Linked DNA regions of Mus musculus: region 1 is linked to region 2. A link is a contact called in public HiChIP or PLAC-seq data. All regions are on one chromosome and are shown on one strand. Each heading gives the region's core, a stretch centred on a gene start, on an enhancer-like site or on the middle of the called end of the contact. The rest is flanking DNA. Distances are from core to core; before and after follow the strand shown. Region 1 overlaps Traf6 (TNF receptor-associated factor 6). Region 2 holds the start of Ldlrad3 (low density lipoprotein receptor class A domain containing 3).

What was found. HiChIP or PLAC-seq counts read pairs in DNA pulled down with a chosen protein or histone mark.
Region 1: a contact with region 2 is called in an H3K4me3 HiChIP or PLAC-seq map of bone marrow-derived macrophages, with 3 times the contacts expected there. The contact joins the enhancer-like site here to the promoter of Ldlrad3 in region 2. A contact is called at or near these places in 7 of 39 promoter capture datasets (the 3T3-L1 cell line, the C10 cell line, the HPC-7 cell line and 2 more), 6 of 484 Hi-C or Micro-C datasets (the C10 cell line, the HPC-7 cell line, bone marrow-derived macrophages and 3 more), 2 of 115 datasets of contacts at active chromatin or transcription factors (bone marrow-derived macrophages and embryonic stem cells) and 1 of 9 other capture datasets (embryonic stem cells).

Annotation. Positions count from the first base shown.
Region 1 is chr2:101,697,386-101,700,806 of GRCm38.p6, forward strand. Traf6 (TNF receptor-associated factor 6) reads left to right here. Exons shown (of 7, transcript NM_001303273.1): 7 at 1-3,421. The coding sequence ends at 114. Among named protein-coding and RNA genes, the nearest start is that of Traf6, 21 kb to the left of the region's middle. Within about 2 kb of position 2,101, at least 21 of the 459 cell types and tissues checked have an H3K27ac peak or open chromatin away from gene starts, as enhancers often do. A contact at or near this core is called in bone marrow-derived macrophages, where this site is marked.
Region 2 is chr2:102,184,513-102,187,981 of GRCm38.p6, forward strand. It overlaps Ldlrad3 (low density lipoprotein receptor class A domain containing 3), which reads right to left and starts at 1,948. Exons shown (of 6, transcript NM_178886.3): 1 at 1,768-1,948. The coding sequence starts at 1,813.

The DNA of each region.
Region 1 (3,421 bases), core at 851-3,350, 490 kb before region 2:
ACCTTCATTAAGGATGATACATTACTAGTGCGCTGTGAAGTCTCTACCCGCTTTGACATGGGTGGCCTTCGGAAGGAGGGTTTCCAGCCACGAAGTACTGATGCGGGGGTGTAGCGTCCATGTACTTGTGTTCAAAAACTAGGAACCATATGGGAAAACCGTGCCTTCCATGCCTGGCCCCAGTAAACAATGTTCAAACAAGCAGTGGGAGAGGTGTAAGGCCTAGCAGCAGATGTCATCAGTGAGGTCACGAGCCACTTCTTACTGTTAACAAATACCTGAGGCAGTTCCCATGGGAACCTACATGTCCCCTGTATCTTCAAAACGTCAACATTTGAAGGGCCTGTGGCTCATCTGTCTGTCAGGGTACCCCTTCACTGTGCTTCCATGGGCTATTTTGTCCGTGTACTTTACTGTAAAAAAGGCCAGACTTAGCGTGCTGCAGCTCAATCGTTTAATAAGACCGGTGCCTTAAAAACTTGAGGGGTTTTTAGGACACTGATTACTATATTAAACATGAAAATCACCACTGCCTGTGCTGGTGCCAGTAGAGAAGTTACCGCTCTGGTGTTGAGTTCTCATTTAGTTGACTCCTGTGAATTTCAGAGGCTTTGAACCATGATCCCTGGAAGGCTTAAGTTCTCAAGTACTCCCTCCTCTATAGTTCACTAAGGATCCAGGGACTGGTTTAACCCTTACTTAGTGTGAATGTATTGTCCACTGAACACCAAGCATCCCCCACTACTTTCCTGTTTTGAAATATGCTCCAGGCGGCCTCTTCCCAGTCTGTAAGACCGCGGTCATGTGCTTGCCAACTGCTGAGTGTTACTGCCATGGAACCTTTCTTGTCTGTCCCGTGCAGCTTGGTTTCCACAGCCGGTTGCATATCTTCTGTTGCTTGCAAACACAAAATCACCAGCCCAAACGAGTGATTTAGCTCACTAGCCATTAAATGGCATCTCGTGGATGATGACAGCAACTCTTACAGCCAGGAAACTTCAGCCCCTCTTAACTAGCTTTTGATTTAGCTTATAAGGTTAATTGAAATAAAATTGATTTTTCTCAAGGGGTTGGAGAATTGGCTCAGTGGTTAAGAGCCTTGGCTGCTCTTCCAGAGGATCCCCAGTCTGTAACTCCAGTTCCAGGGCATCTGACACCCTCATACAGACACTCATGCAGGCAAAACACCAGTGCACATAAAATTAAACAAACAAATAAATAAATAAATTGATTTCCTCAAAACAGAATTTATTGGAACTTGGGAAATTGTAGGTACCTGAGAGATGCCTAAACCAAGGTTGGCTATCACGGTTGTGTGGACACTCAGCTTGAGTGGTGGCTTTGTCCAGCTCAGTAGAGGTTCTGATCTGTGACCCTAATGTGGAGAGGTGACTGTCGTGCTGCTGTGTATTTGTTAATGTCCTGTACATATACAGTACTTTGGAGTCTAGTTCTCAGGGAGCCCTACGACTAGTTAGAGCCTTTGTAAGGAAGCAGAGGGGATCCTCTCCTGCTGTTTACACAAGATCAGCTATGTGTTCTGGTGGTAAGAAAGGCATCCGTGCCTTCAGCTGAATCAGAGACCCGAGCAGTGCTCTGACCTGCCCTGTTCCCAGAGAACGCTCAGAGCCTCCACCAAGGAGTCTGTTTCTCAGCTGTAGCCAGCCAGGGCCACTTTGACCTCTTCATTTTCCCCTGCTTCCATCCTTCCCCTATAAAGGTGAGGGGAAGACCTTGTCCCCTACCATTATCACAAGCTCATCACAGGTCTCTTCTGTTGGATCCAGGAAATGTGTGTCCCTTAGCTGTGCCTCCAGCAGCCCTGAGCTGCTTGTAGCAACTTCTGCCTAAGGAGCACTGCATGGTCTTATACTGTAGTTGTTTCCCAGTGGAGTAATAAATGTGGGCTTGTTTGTTGTTTCTTTAAAGCAAGCAGTAGCTGTGTCTATATTTATTTAGAAATTGCCTGAAGAAGATTACTCAACTATTTGAAGACTTATTTTCTATATGCCTTTCTTAATTTTTTTATGTTATATGTCACCACAAAAATATGAACTCCCCAACCCCCTCTCCGTTTTTTGAAAAAGGAAATGACATTTAAGAACTTCCTCATCAGATTTCTCTTTTTAAAATATCTGTATTAGGAAGAGCAGTCGTTTCCTGCCGTGGTTTTGACTTTTTTTAAAAAAAACTCTAACATCTTTTAAAGTTTTTTTGCATAAGTTAAACTGTTCCCAGCTTTAAATTGTCCTCCCTATAGGGCAAGTTGGACTAGGTGTTTCTAGTATCCGCATTGAGAAGCCCAGTGCTGAGCCACAATACTCACTAAAAGGCTTTCCCCGTAGAGGTGTGACTGCCCCTAACTGCTAACACGGATGGTTCACTGCAGTGTAATGTCCATCCGCTAGAATACACCTCAGGTAGTTTTAGAACTTGCAGCATTTGGTGTTTGTAATAAGCCAACCAGTTACTTTATGTTACTCAATTGCCACGAATGCAGAGTAAAACTAATCAAGCTGACATTCAAGGTCAACACTTAGTAAGGTCAACTCAGGATCAAGTCTTAGCCTAGAAAGCCGCTTTCTTTACTTCACCACTTTCTGAACATTCTCTTTGTACCAATGGGCCTATAAGAATCCGTATAGTCCAGAGTGCATTGGCCATCTTTCCTTACCAATCTAGAACACTGCTGAATTTAAAGTTGTTTCTTCTTAGAAAAATGCCTACCTTACTATTGAAGATTTTTCCCCAAGTCATATATTTCCCTCTTAGAAATCAGGCCAGACGGCAGTTCTAGTTTGGAAGTTGGTTACAGTCCTTTGGCTGTTACCATCTCTAGCCATTCTGCTTTCTTCTGGAGAATGAAGAGGAGAAAAGTGCATTAAAGTACAAAAGGTGTCCTCTCACCCTCGGAAGATCAACTGACAGGTGTTGGATGATCTCCAACAAGTAAATTTTGTGACCAGTATAAAGTTGAATTTGTACCAATATCAAACAAAGTCTGACCAATGTAAATTATGTGCACAATTAGAATATCTTCTCCTTAAGGAGAGGTTGCTTGTTTCTGCTTTACCTGGAGTTTCCTTCTTTCGCATGTGACTGGAAAACGTTTTAACTTTAACTATCGAGGTGATTCTTACTTAAGACTTTGAAGTGCTTTTCTCTCTTTTTCTGTCGTTAACACACATCTTTTCTTGACTTGACTCAAATTCTCGCCATTGTTACAGTTTTTTATGGGGTGTTTGGTGATTAGTTTGCTGGCTGCCTTGAGGGAGTGAACAGGGCACGGTCAAGCGTCGTTTGATTGTCTGTTGAAATACTCTTTAAATGTCGGCATTCTCAGGGTAACTGTCATTTGTTTCAAAGTTGATGTGATTGTCTGGGAAATGGATGGATGCTTCCCAATTCCCAGAATCCAGAA
Region 2 (3,469 bases), core at 698-3,197:
CAACCAACCCTTGTTTCCTACAACACTTGGTTCAAGACATAGTTCACACTTAAAAGATGATCCTTAGTGTAACAGGGAAAGGCTTCAAGCCACCTAAAGGTCCTAAAGCAAGTTCAGTAATCCAAAGCCACAGCTAACTTCAGCCAAGGAACACTGGCGGTCCCTCCCCTACCCCAACTATGGCTCACGGTGACTACTGCACTTCCTTGCTCTATGGTATACGTCCACAGGCATATTAAATAACCATTGCTGAAAGGGAGAAACATATAATTTTTTGTGAACTCAACTCATGCGACCCAGTACAACAAGAAGATGTGATAATTAGTGTCCACTGGTCCTAAGCAGAGAACACACAGAGGAGCCAGCTGGGGTGTTACCAAGGGACATGCCATTGCTATGTGAATTAAATGTGTGAATCCGGGCAGATCTTCATGTCTGAGATGCCCTGGAACTGAGCCTGCTCTAACAACCTCCAAATAACTTGCACCTGCTTATAGCTGCCTAATTCACTTTGCCCTCCCTTCCTTCTCCACAACCCCCTCCCCCCAATCCCCATAACTCCAGACAAACAGAACACAAACCCTCAGTCTTGGTTTTAAAAAAAACCTACAGCAGCCACAGGAGCCTAACCCCTCACTGGAAACTGAGCAAGCCCACAAGACATTTAAATGGAGTCTCAGAGGAGTGGGGATGATGGGGGAGGGGGAGGTCCCGCTGGCCAGTCATTTGAGAGGATGCACAGGACTTGCAACTTCTAGGAAGGGAGGGTTGCTGGACATCTGCAAGGGGTAGCTCAGAAAGGTTTTGACTTCCCTCACAACAAACACAACGCAGCAGCCAAGTTTTCTGGAAGTATTTGGAAAAATCCGACATAAATTAGACGTGTGAATGATACGGCCACAGAGCATGAAATCTTCAGTAAAGAAAGTTCTGTGAGCATCAGCTGCCCAGAAATAAGCATCAGGGGCCAAGGGCGGGCAGAGCTGTGGAGGGGCTGCTGACAGCTGTGGCCAGCGGGCAGAGGCAGAGGGGAAGGGCTCCAAGCTGGAATTCGGAGCGTGCCCACATCAGCAGAAAAGTTCCTGGGAACAGCACTCTGTCTGGGAGGGACCCTGCGGGTCTCAGGATGCACGCGCTCTGAGATGCAGGGACCAACGGCCGTTAGAGGAAGCCCCGGTCCTCTTTTCCTTCCCTGCTCCCTGAAGGTTAAGGCATCTTCGACAGACGACAGAAGTAAAAGATCTGCTCCCAGGATGAACGAATGATTTCCATGTCCATTCCCTACTGCATCTCGCTATTCCCAAACCAGACACGGTCCAGGGAAGAAGAGAAAGGAAGCTGGGATGCAGATGCGGGGAGAGCGTAGATGGGAAACTGAGGCAGAAAAGTGTATGTTAAAGGCTGAGGGAATCCGGGAAGACCCGAAATCAAGAGTGGAGTCCTCTCCTTTCCCTCCTCGGTTCCCAGCACACAGAGCCACACTCGAACTACGCCCAATCCGGGCGGCCGCCCGGCTCTAGGGAGCCGGCGCCGCACAAAGCTCCGCCCGCGCACACACACGACAACAGCACCCGGTGCGCCGGCCCACACAATAGCGCGGCGCGCGCCCCGCCGCGGCCCCTCGCGGGGTCCCGGCCAGCCCGGCGCCGAGGTCCGCCCTTCGCGCACACCCACGCCCGCAGCCCAGGCCCGCGCGCGGAGCAGGGACGATCGAGGCAGCCCCCGCGCCCGGCGCTCGGTGAAGCGCGTCACGCGCCCCCCACTCACCCGCAGTGCTGCTCAGCAGCAGGCACAGCGGCCCCAGCAGCCACATGGCGCGGCCGCCGCTCCGCTGCCCAGCGACGTTGCTGCCCCGCGGCCTCGGTCAGACCCCGCCTCTCGGCGCCGGCCACGCCCTCTCGCCGGCCCAGCCACGCCCCCGCCCTCCCAGGCCAGAGAGCTCAGCCAAGTTCTGCACGCTCACAGTTGAATGTGGCCGCCTGAGCTCTCCTCCACGGTCCAGGTTACAAAGGTCCGGCGGATCCAGTTTTTGCTGCCTCAGGGGTCAAATTGCGAGGAATTCTTAACTGCCCCGGCTCTTCTCTCGGCCGGTTTCCCTTTCTTCCTGCATCCTGCGGGGATGAGAGAGTCACCATCTCCCCAGAGCCTAGATGGAAGAAAAAAGTTTGAAGAACCGGTTCTTAGGAGAAAACTTTTTTTCATTGTTGACAGTGAAATACGACCGTTGCTTCTCAAACTCCAAAATGTATCAGGCAGGCTTGGCGACCCCGTTATAAAGCTCACTTCCACTCAACAGGTCTGCATTTCTAATAAACTGGGGGGGGTGATTCTCAGGATGGTAGTTCCTGGAGCCACTGGAGGAGCAGAGAAGACATTTCATCCTGAGATCTAAGAACACTGAGGAGAGTTTTAAATCCCCAAAACTTTATGCATTTTCCATTGTTTGGGCATTATACACTGTTTTTTAAGGAAAGCCTATTATCATGGAGCTGAGGAAATGACTTAGCAGTTGAGAGCAATTGACCTTCTCTGGTTAGACCTTCAAATGAGCCCCCAGCCCCAGAGGAAGCCATGATTGCCTTAAGTCCATGTGCTCCTCTAAGCTGCATCTAGGTTACTAACCAAAAGACTGAGTGCATTCACTGGGTTATTGCTTTCACCAAAAAGTCTTTTGTTACAAGGCGATAACATTACTATTCATGGCATTACAGCAAACACTGACCAGAACAGCTGAATCTCACTTAGCATCCTCCAGAAAGCTGCAGGAGGATGGCACTAGTCTGCTTCAGGCATGGCACTCTCATGGTCACACTTTACCTTTACAACAACCTCTGAAGACAGACAGTAATGTTTCTGTGACACAAATGAAGTCTCTGAGGCTCAAAAAAAAGAAAAAAAAAAAAAGAAAAGAAAGGAAGGAAGGAAGGGAAAACATTCTCAACAGCCACACATCGTTACTTACCACCGTGAACAAGCCCAGTTCAGAAGACCATAAGACACAGAACTTATCTGCAGCTTCAAAGATGATGTGGCCACTGGATCTGAGCTATGATCATGGAAATGCTCAATAAACAAAAGTTAATTTCAGCGTTTAATACAATTCTACTCCCAGGAAAAGATTTCTGGGTTGCAGCTCCCACTCCCCAAAGCCACTGAGCCTGAGAGTTTTCCCTGCTGGAAATTAAAGTCATTCTTTAGCTGTTGCTGAGTGTGTGTGTGTGTGTGTGTGTGTGTGGTGCATGCATGTGGGTATGTGAGCGTAGTGTGGTGTGCGAGTGTATGTGTGTGAGTGTGTGTGTAAGTATGTGTGTGTGAGAGAATGTGTGTAAGCATGTGTGTATTGTGAGAGAGAGAGAGAGTGTGTGTGCATGTGTGTGTGGAGAGAGAGTGAGAAAACACATGTGTTTAAATTGTCAAGCTAACACTGCTGGGAAATGACTTCTTGTAATTCACATTTAATGTAGTCATA